Linked DNA regions of Sus scrofa: region 1 is linked to region 2. Evidence: chromatin contacts called from public promoter capture Hi-C data. All regions are on one chromosome and are shown on one strand. Each heading gives the region's core, a stretch centred on a gene start, on an enhancer-like site or on the middle of the called end of the contact. The rest is flanking DNA. Distances are from core to core; before and after follow the strand shown. Region 1 has its middle 17 kb from the start of TWSG1. Region 2 holds the start of RALBP1 (ralA-binding protein 1).

Region 1 (3,620 bases), core at 246-2,745, 96 kb after region 2:
TGGGAGCCAGCGCCAAACACTCAGTTTAAAAAAAAAAAAAAAAAAAAAAAAAAAAAAAAAGGCCGACTTCACTTAAGTAGGTCCTTGATAAAGCAGTAAAAATCAGATTAAATTTCAACTTTTGAGTACATGTCTTTTTAGTATTCTCTGTAACAGAAGGGGAGAATTCATACTATACTTTTGTGGCATACCAAAGTAAAACGATTGGAGGAAAAAAGCACTTGAGTTTCGAGCTGAACTGCTTTTTCCATGGAATATCATTTTTACTTGAAAAGATGACAAGCTATAGTTATTCATATTTGATTTCCTGGCATTTTATAGTCTCATATACATAAAGTGAGGTTGTCTCTTTAAGGAAAACAAGTGACAATGTTTGTTGCCAATGATGTTTGGGCTTTTAAGTGAAAATTAGAATTTTGGATAACTTGCATCTGTCACCTAGAATTTCACAACTTAAAAGACCCATTTCTGATGAAATCAGAAGTGATATTAACAAGCTGAGGGTTTTTTTGTACTGTATAATGAAATGTGTCAACACTTGGGAAACACAAATAACTCAGTAAACCAATATTCTCAAAATGATCAATACATGATGTCACAAGATCATGCATGTTAAAAAGACCCATTCCAAATACAAGCCAGATCAATGGATTTCAACATAATACAGTTACGAAGAATTCACAGGTATAGTTTCAGATTCCATGAAACAAATTGTTTTAGAAACATATACATTTGCTGAGGACTCAAGAATAAATGCCCAGAGTTATCTGAAAATCTATTAAAATATTCCTTTTCCTACTGAGACCAGATTTTCTTCAACCAAACCAAACTAACCCCAAAACAGAACAAATAACAGATACAACAGCGTGCAGAAGCAGACAGAAAATTCTAGCTTTCTTCTTTTTGGCCAGATATTAAAGAGAGTTGCAACAATTTAAAATAATGCACTTTCCTGATCTTTATTTTTGGAAATATATTTTTCATAATAATCAACATGAAAAGCATTTATTAACAAATTCCTTAAAAACTGGAGTTCCCATTGTGGCTCAGCTGTAACAAACCCGACCACTATACCTGAGGACGAGGGTTCGATCCCTGGCCTCGCTCAGTGGGTTAAAGAATCCAGTGTTGCTGTGCACTGCGGTGCAGGTCGCAGATGTGGCTCCGACCTGGCATGGTTGTGGCTGTGGTGTAGGCTGGCAGCTGAAGCTCCAATTCGATGCCTAGCCTGGAAATCTCATATGCAAATGCAGCCCTAAAAAACCAAAAAACTCTTTCAACAATGGCACATATCAGTTGATACCGCACATAAGCAAAAGCTCTCAGAGTACTTCTTGGAGTCCAGACAAGTCCTGTGACCAAAAGGTTTGAGAAACTGATTACCCAGGTAAATGCTGTGTAAATTCTCAAGAGACACAGTCCCTGGGACAGCTCATGTACCACCAAGTGTGTGCTGGCTGAGCCCATGAATAACAGACAAGTGTAAATCAGCAAAAGAGCTGGAAACTGCCAACAGGACACAGTTCAGACAAGTCACCTGCTTCCTAAAGTCCATCCACATGCCACTTGAACAAGCAAGCAAGCGCATTACTAGGAACTGCACAGAGGAGCTTGACAACCTAGACAAGATGTAAAGGGTGTCAAGACAACCGTAGGTTAATTCAGGAGAGGATTTTTCAAGACGTCTGATACTCAAATATTACTGGCTTTACAATTAAATAGAGGTAGTGTTGCTAAGAAGCTGAAAGCTATGGTTGCATATCTGTGTGGCTGCTGAGCTGCTAGTAATTGAAGGGAACATTTTTGGAGGGCAGCTGATAGGACATCGACTCTGTATTCTGAAAAAGTCATGACAGTGTAGAAGTATTGTGAAAGTGAGGAAACTAGTCATGAAGAGAAATGGAGAGGCCAGCTATAGACGAGGTCAAAATATTTAGGACAGACCTGACAAAGGATTGGTGTGGAGAAAAGAACTTCCTGCAAATCAATAAAAAGACGACACAATGAAAAATGAGCAAAACATGTGACATTTCACAAAACAGAATGTACAAATGGCCACTAAACATACTACAAGGTATGTTCAACCTTCTTAGGCATCAGAGAAGAGGGTAACCATTGCATATTCACCTAAAATGCTAAAACTAAAGACTGACACCACCAAATATTGATGAGGACTCAAAGGAACCTGGCCTCTCACAGTTGCCAGAAGGGTGTAAAACTACAGCCACTTTGAGAACTGCAGCTTCCACTGAAGTGAGATATACACCCATGCACTACGACATGGTGACTGTAGCCAAGGTATGGACCCAAGAGTGATGAAAGAATGTGTTCACACACACAAAAAAAGACCAGCGTGTTTAGAGCAGTTTTATTCATGAAAGCCCCCAACTGGGAACAATCTAAGTGTCTACCAACAAGAGAGTGAATAAACAGGTTTATACAAAATACTCCCACTCATTCATAAAAAGGAACGGATTACTGACACATGCAGCTTCGGAATTTCAAAGCTTATGTTGAAAGAAAGCAGACACAAAGCAGTACATACCATTTGAGTTCATATACACAAAGTTCAAGAACAAGTACAGGAAACATGTGGTGATAGGACTCTGGGGTGCAGTACTCTGCAAGAGGGCTCAAGGGAACTTCTTGGTTTGGGTGATGGTAACATCAGTGTATGCATTTTTTAGGATTTATCAAACTCCCTACTTCAGATGTGGGCATTTTTATTGGATACAAATTATACAATTAAAAAAAAAAACTGAATAGAAAGGTACTGATAATGCTCTTAAGCTAAGTTATGGGCACAGTGGTGGTATTTTTTTACCCTATAAACATATGCTACATATGTCTCAATCTCTGTATCAACAGCAAATTTTCTTTAGAAGTGGATGAAAAAGACGTTTACCTAAAAGCTTTTTATATAGTACAACTCGAATATCTACATATAGCATGTAACTTTTAAAAATATACATTAAAAATTTATCAATGGGGAGTTCCCATTGTGGCTCAGTGGTAATGAAGCTGACTAGTATCCATGAGGATATAGTAGGTTCAATCCCTGGCCTTGTTCAGTGGGTTAAGGATGTGATGTTGCCATGAGCTGCGGCGTAGGTCACAGACATGGCTTGGATCCCGTACTGCTGTGGCTGTGACATAGGCCAGCAGCTGCAGCTCCAATGCGACCCCTAGCCTGGGAACTTTCATATGCTGCAGGTGCTGGTGTGGCCCTAAAAAGCAAAGAAAACAAAAACAAACCCACAAAAAACAAGATAATTTCCTCTACATAAAATTTTGGGTTTTTGTGTCAGAGTAACAGAGCTAGAATAAAAATGCTCTTAACTTTACAGATAACTAAGAAAAAATACATATTTAGCATTGCACTCAATTTCTAGAGTAAGTATATAATTCTCAAGTCTCTTAAAATGAGCTTCATGGGGTCTTTGCCTCAGATTTTTGCAGTTAAGGCTGCAGAATGTCTAACAGTTAAAATTCATTTTTGAGACCTCATTACTGAATAGACTTGAGCTTGAAAGGCTAATTCTTCAGAGGTTGTTTCCCCAAATGTGTATTTTGCAATTTTTCTAGCTGCCTAAGTAAACACTGTGTTTGGCTTGGAGACA
Region 2 (3,346 bases), core at 211-2,710:
CAGAGGTGCGGGAATTTTGTAAAACCTGTTTCACTCTCACAACGACCAAGCGTGGGGGGTGGGGGGTATGCTGACCTCAATAAAGCCTTTAAGCACAAACCTAATAGACAAGGTTGTGAAAAGAATTTTCCCCTCGGATCGGTCCCGCGGAAGCCCCGGAGCTCTGCCGCTCCCGCGCTGGCGGTGGAAGACCGCGAGCCCCTCCCCGCCCACCTGGCAGCACTAGAGGCCGGTCACAGTTCCGCTGCGGTTACGTAAAGGGCCGAGTCCCCAAGCTCCATCCCCGCGCTCAGTGGCTGCCTGAGGCAGAGCCCCAAACCCACCCTCCTCCCCTAGACCCAAGAGCCCGGACACACCGCGGAGTCCCGATAGGCCAGCTGAAGAGCGGGAGAGACCGGCAGTGGGGGCGAAACGCGGAGGAACCCGCCGGGTCCAGCCCGCTAGGGCAGCCACGCCCCCGCCCCCGCCGCGCCGGCCAGGAGCCTGGCCCCGCTCCAGGCTGACATACGCCGCGACCCCCGCCCACCCACCGTTCGCCACTGACCTGCGCCCGCGCCGGGTGAGCGCCTGCCCTGCCGCAGCCGCCGCTTCCCGACTCTCACGCCGCCGCCGCCGCCGCCGCAACCACCTCCTTCGCTAAGCCCTGGGCCGGCCTCTGGCACCCCATTCCCACCCCGCCCCAGCCTCCGCCTGTTTACAATGATTGGGACAGAACCGGACGAGCCGGGCCAGCGCGCACGCGCACTCCTTCCCCGCCGCAGCCGGCTTCCCGGGTCCCCAGCTCGGCGCTGAAGGCCGGAGCCGTCGAGGGCCGGCGCCCTATGCCCCCAGCGTGGAGCACGCTGGGAGCGGTAGTCCACGGAAACCCATAGCCGAGGCTGTAGGCAGTCCTCCGCCAGGAAGCGCACTACAACACCCAGGAAGCACCACGCCTGCCCGGTCCCGGCGCCCGCTGGGGAGAGCTGGGAGCGCGCGAGAGGACGCGCCGGGCTCGAGTCCGCTGGCGCCTGCGCAGTTCCTGGTGGTGGCGGGCGACGCGCACCTTGCCCAAGCGAGGTCTGCGAGGATCGCTGGGGCGGTGCTGGCCGCGGACTGGAGGAGGGCAACGTGTTTCTTAGCTGCGGAAGCTCAGACCTTCCCGCCGGCGGGTTTCAGCCGTAACCAGTTAAACCGGCCCGGAGGCCGGCTCGGCCCGCTCTTGGGTGGGGCCTCCCCCCGCCCCGATTGGGCGCAGAGGCTTCGGCTTCCGTGGGGACTTTGGCTGCGGGTTGCGGCACAGGGAGCGCCGTGGCCTCCGCGGAGAAACTTGTGTAGACTCCGTGCCGGGACTGACCTCGGCATCCCTGAAATTAGTGTCCAGAAGGCAAACCCTCGGGTCTTGCGGTGCAACGGGGTCCCAGTTCCCACCGCCTTCTCTGGCTCGGCGTTTCCCGAGGAGCTCCTTAATTAGAACTGCCCATCGCACGGTTAGCTTGCCAACCAAAAGCATTGAATCTAGAAGAAGACCAAAATAACCGTACTTCCTCCAGAACGCCTTCACAAAAGCTGGAAGAATTGTGCTAATGCATGGCTGGAAACCAGGGGCCTTTAACTGTTACTGTTTCATAAAGTGTGGCGGTTTATTAGAGGAATGATAAAACCGGAATAGATGGCGCTTCCCGATCCTCACATTCCCACCTGCGATGCTCCTCTGAACTTCATTCCATGTTTAGATTGACCTCTCTAATCCATCTTGCCTTGCTCTTTACTCAAGGCTAACAGTAGGTCTCCCTCGTACTTTACATTTCCTTCTCAATAAAGTGCAGCCACCTTGTCTGACCTTCAAGAAGAGCCCACAATTAAAATACCAAGTTGGGAGTTCCCGTCGTGGCGCAGTGGTTAACAAATCCGACTAGGAACCATAAGGTTGCGGGTTCGGTCCCTGCCCTTGCTCAGTGGGTTAACGATCCGACGTTGCCGTGAGCTGCTGAGCTGCAGACGCGGCTGGGATTCCGGTTCCTGTGGCTCTGGTGTAGGCCGGTGGCTACAGCTCTGATTGGACCCCTAGCCTGGGAATCTCCATATGCCAGCAGGAGCGGCCCAAGAAATAGCAAAAAGACAAAAATAAATAAATAAATAAAATAAAAGCTTCTGTTTAAGTCTGGAGATACATGAATCTCCAGGACCCATGAAAACTTTTATCTGAAAAAGGAAAAATAAAAATAAAAATAAAATACCAAGTTGGTCTGTGCTTGCCATTGTTTTGACAGCTTTAAAATTTTCTTATTGCCTCACTGGCAACAGCACAGTGTCCTCACCACTGGGATCGATCGGCACGTTAACCAAGCCAGTTAGAATACTCTGCCTTTGGCAGCACCGACTGGGCCAAGGGATAGGACTGATCCAAGTTGGGCATTATTGACCCCTTGCTGGAAATTGTTATATGAACACAAAAAAGGGAGGGAAGATTGCATCTTACTGTAGCAACAGCTGACCGCCACCTTCTTCACAACAAAAAGAGGCCTTTGTGCAGCAGCAATGAATGAAGCCAAAAGGAGACTTGGAGTGCTAGTGGAGGAGGGAGGAAACAAACAGCTGACCGCATGGAGACTGTGTTTCAGTTTCAGAGGGCATGGCTAGCATACCTCTTTCTAAAGTGCTTTGAGTATGTGAACCTAGCCGAGAGAGCCAATGCAGCTATTTATTTATTATTATTTAGGGCTAATTTGTGTGGTTATGGAACATATTTGTTGGTTGCCTCCTGCAATTTATTCCTCCCATTTAAGCCACACAGCATAATTCTTCCTTTTGGTGGTGGAGGCTTTCAGAGATGGTCACCTAACTCAGTCAGAGCCGACGAGATCCACTGAGACTTGGGTTGGAGCTTCTAGTAAACTGCAGCATTCTTGCTCTTCTGGTATGGTGAAAGTTTATGCGGTCTGCAACTGTGGCAGCTGTTTTGCTCCTAAAGAGGAAAGCCTGGAGGGATAGGGTTTATTGGAGAGGCACCAGTACAGCCTGATGATGAAGTCAGTACTGTCAAACGTGCGCTGGGAGACCCTTGTGTTGCTGCACATTAGAGCTGCACTATCCCATCTCACCTGTTTGACCTGTCCTGTAGATGATCCTATAGACGTTAGAATTGTGAGCCATAAATTTCCTGTGTTGGAGTTCCCGTTGTGGCTCAGCAGTTAAGAATCCAGTTAGCATCTGTGAGAATATGGGTACGATCCCTGGCTTTGCTCAGTGGGTTAAGGATCCAGCATTGCCATGAGCTGTAGTATAGGTCAAAGATGCAGCCTGCATCACAGCATCTGTGGCTGTGGAGTAGACTGGCACCTGCAGCTCTGATTCACTCCCTAGCCTG

What was found. Promoter capture Hi-C pulls out the DNA fragments that hold promoters and counts their contacts.
Region 1: a contact with region 2 is called in a promoter capture Hi-C map of liver, with 4 times the contacts expected there. The contact joins the enhancer-like site here to the promoter of RALBP1 in region 2. A contact is called at or near these places in 1 of 5 promoter capture datasets (liver), 6 of 47 Hi-C or Micro-C datasets (embryonic fibroblasts, epiblast stem cells, fetal heart ventricle and 2 more) and 1 of 2 datasets of contacts at active chromatin or transcription factors (skeletal muscle).

Annotation. Positions count from the first base shown.
Region 1 is chr6:98,693,511-98,697,130 of Sscrofa11.1, forward strand. No RefSeq gene overlaps it. Among named protein-coding and RNA genes, the nearest start is that of TWSG1, 17 kb to the left of the region's middle. Within about 2 kb of position 1,496, at least 1 of the 83 cell types and tissues checked has an H3K27ac peak or open chromatin away from gene starts, as enhancers often do. A contact at or near this core is called in liver, where this site is marked.
Region 2 is chr6:98,597,485-98,600,830 of Sscrofa11.1, forward strand. RALBP1 (ralA-binding protein 1) reads right to left here and starts at 1,461. Exons shown (of 11, transcript XM_003127830.6): 1 at 545-1,461.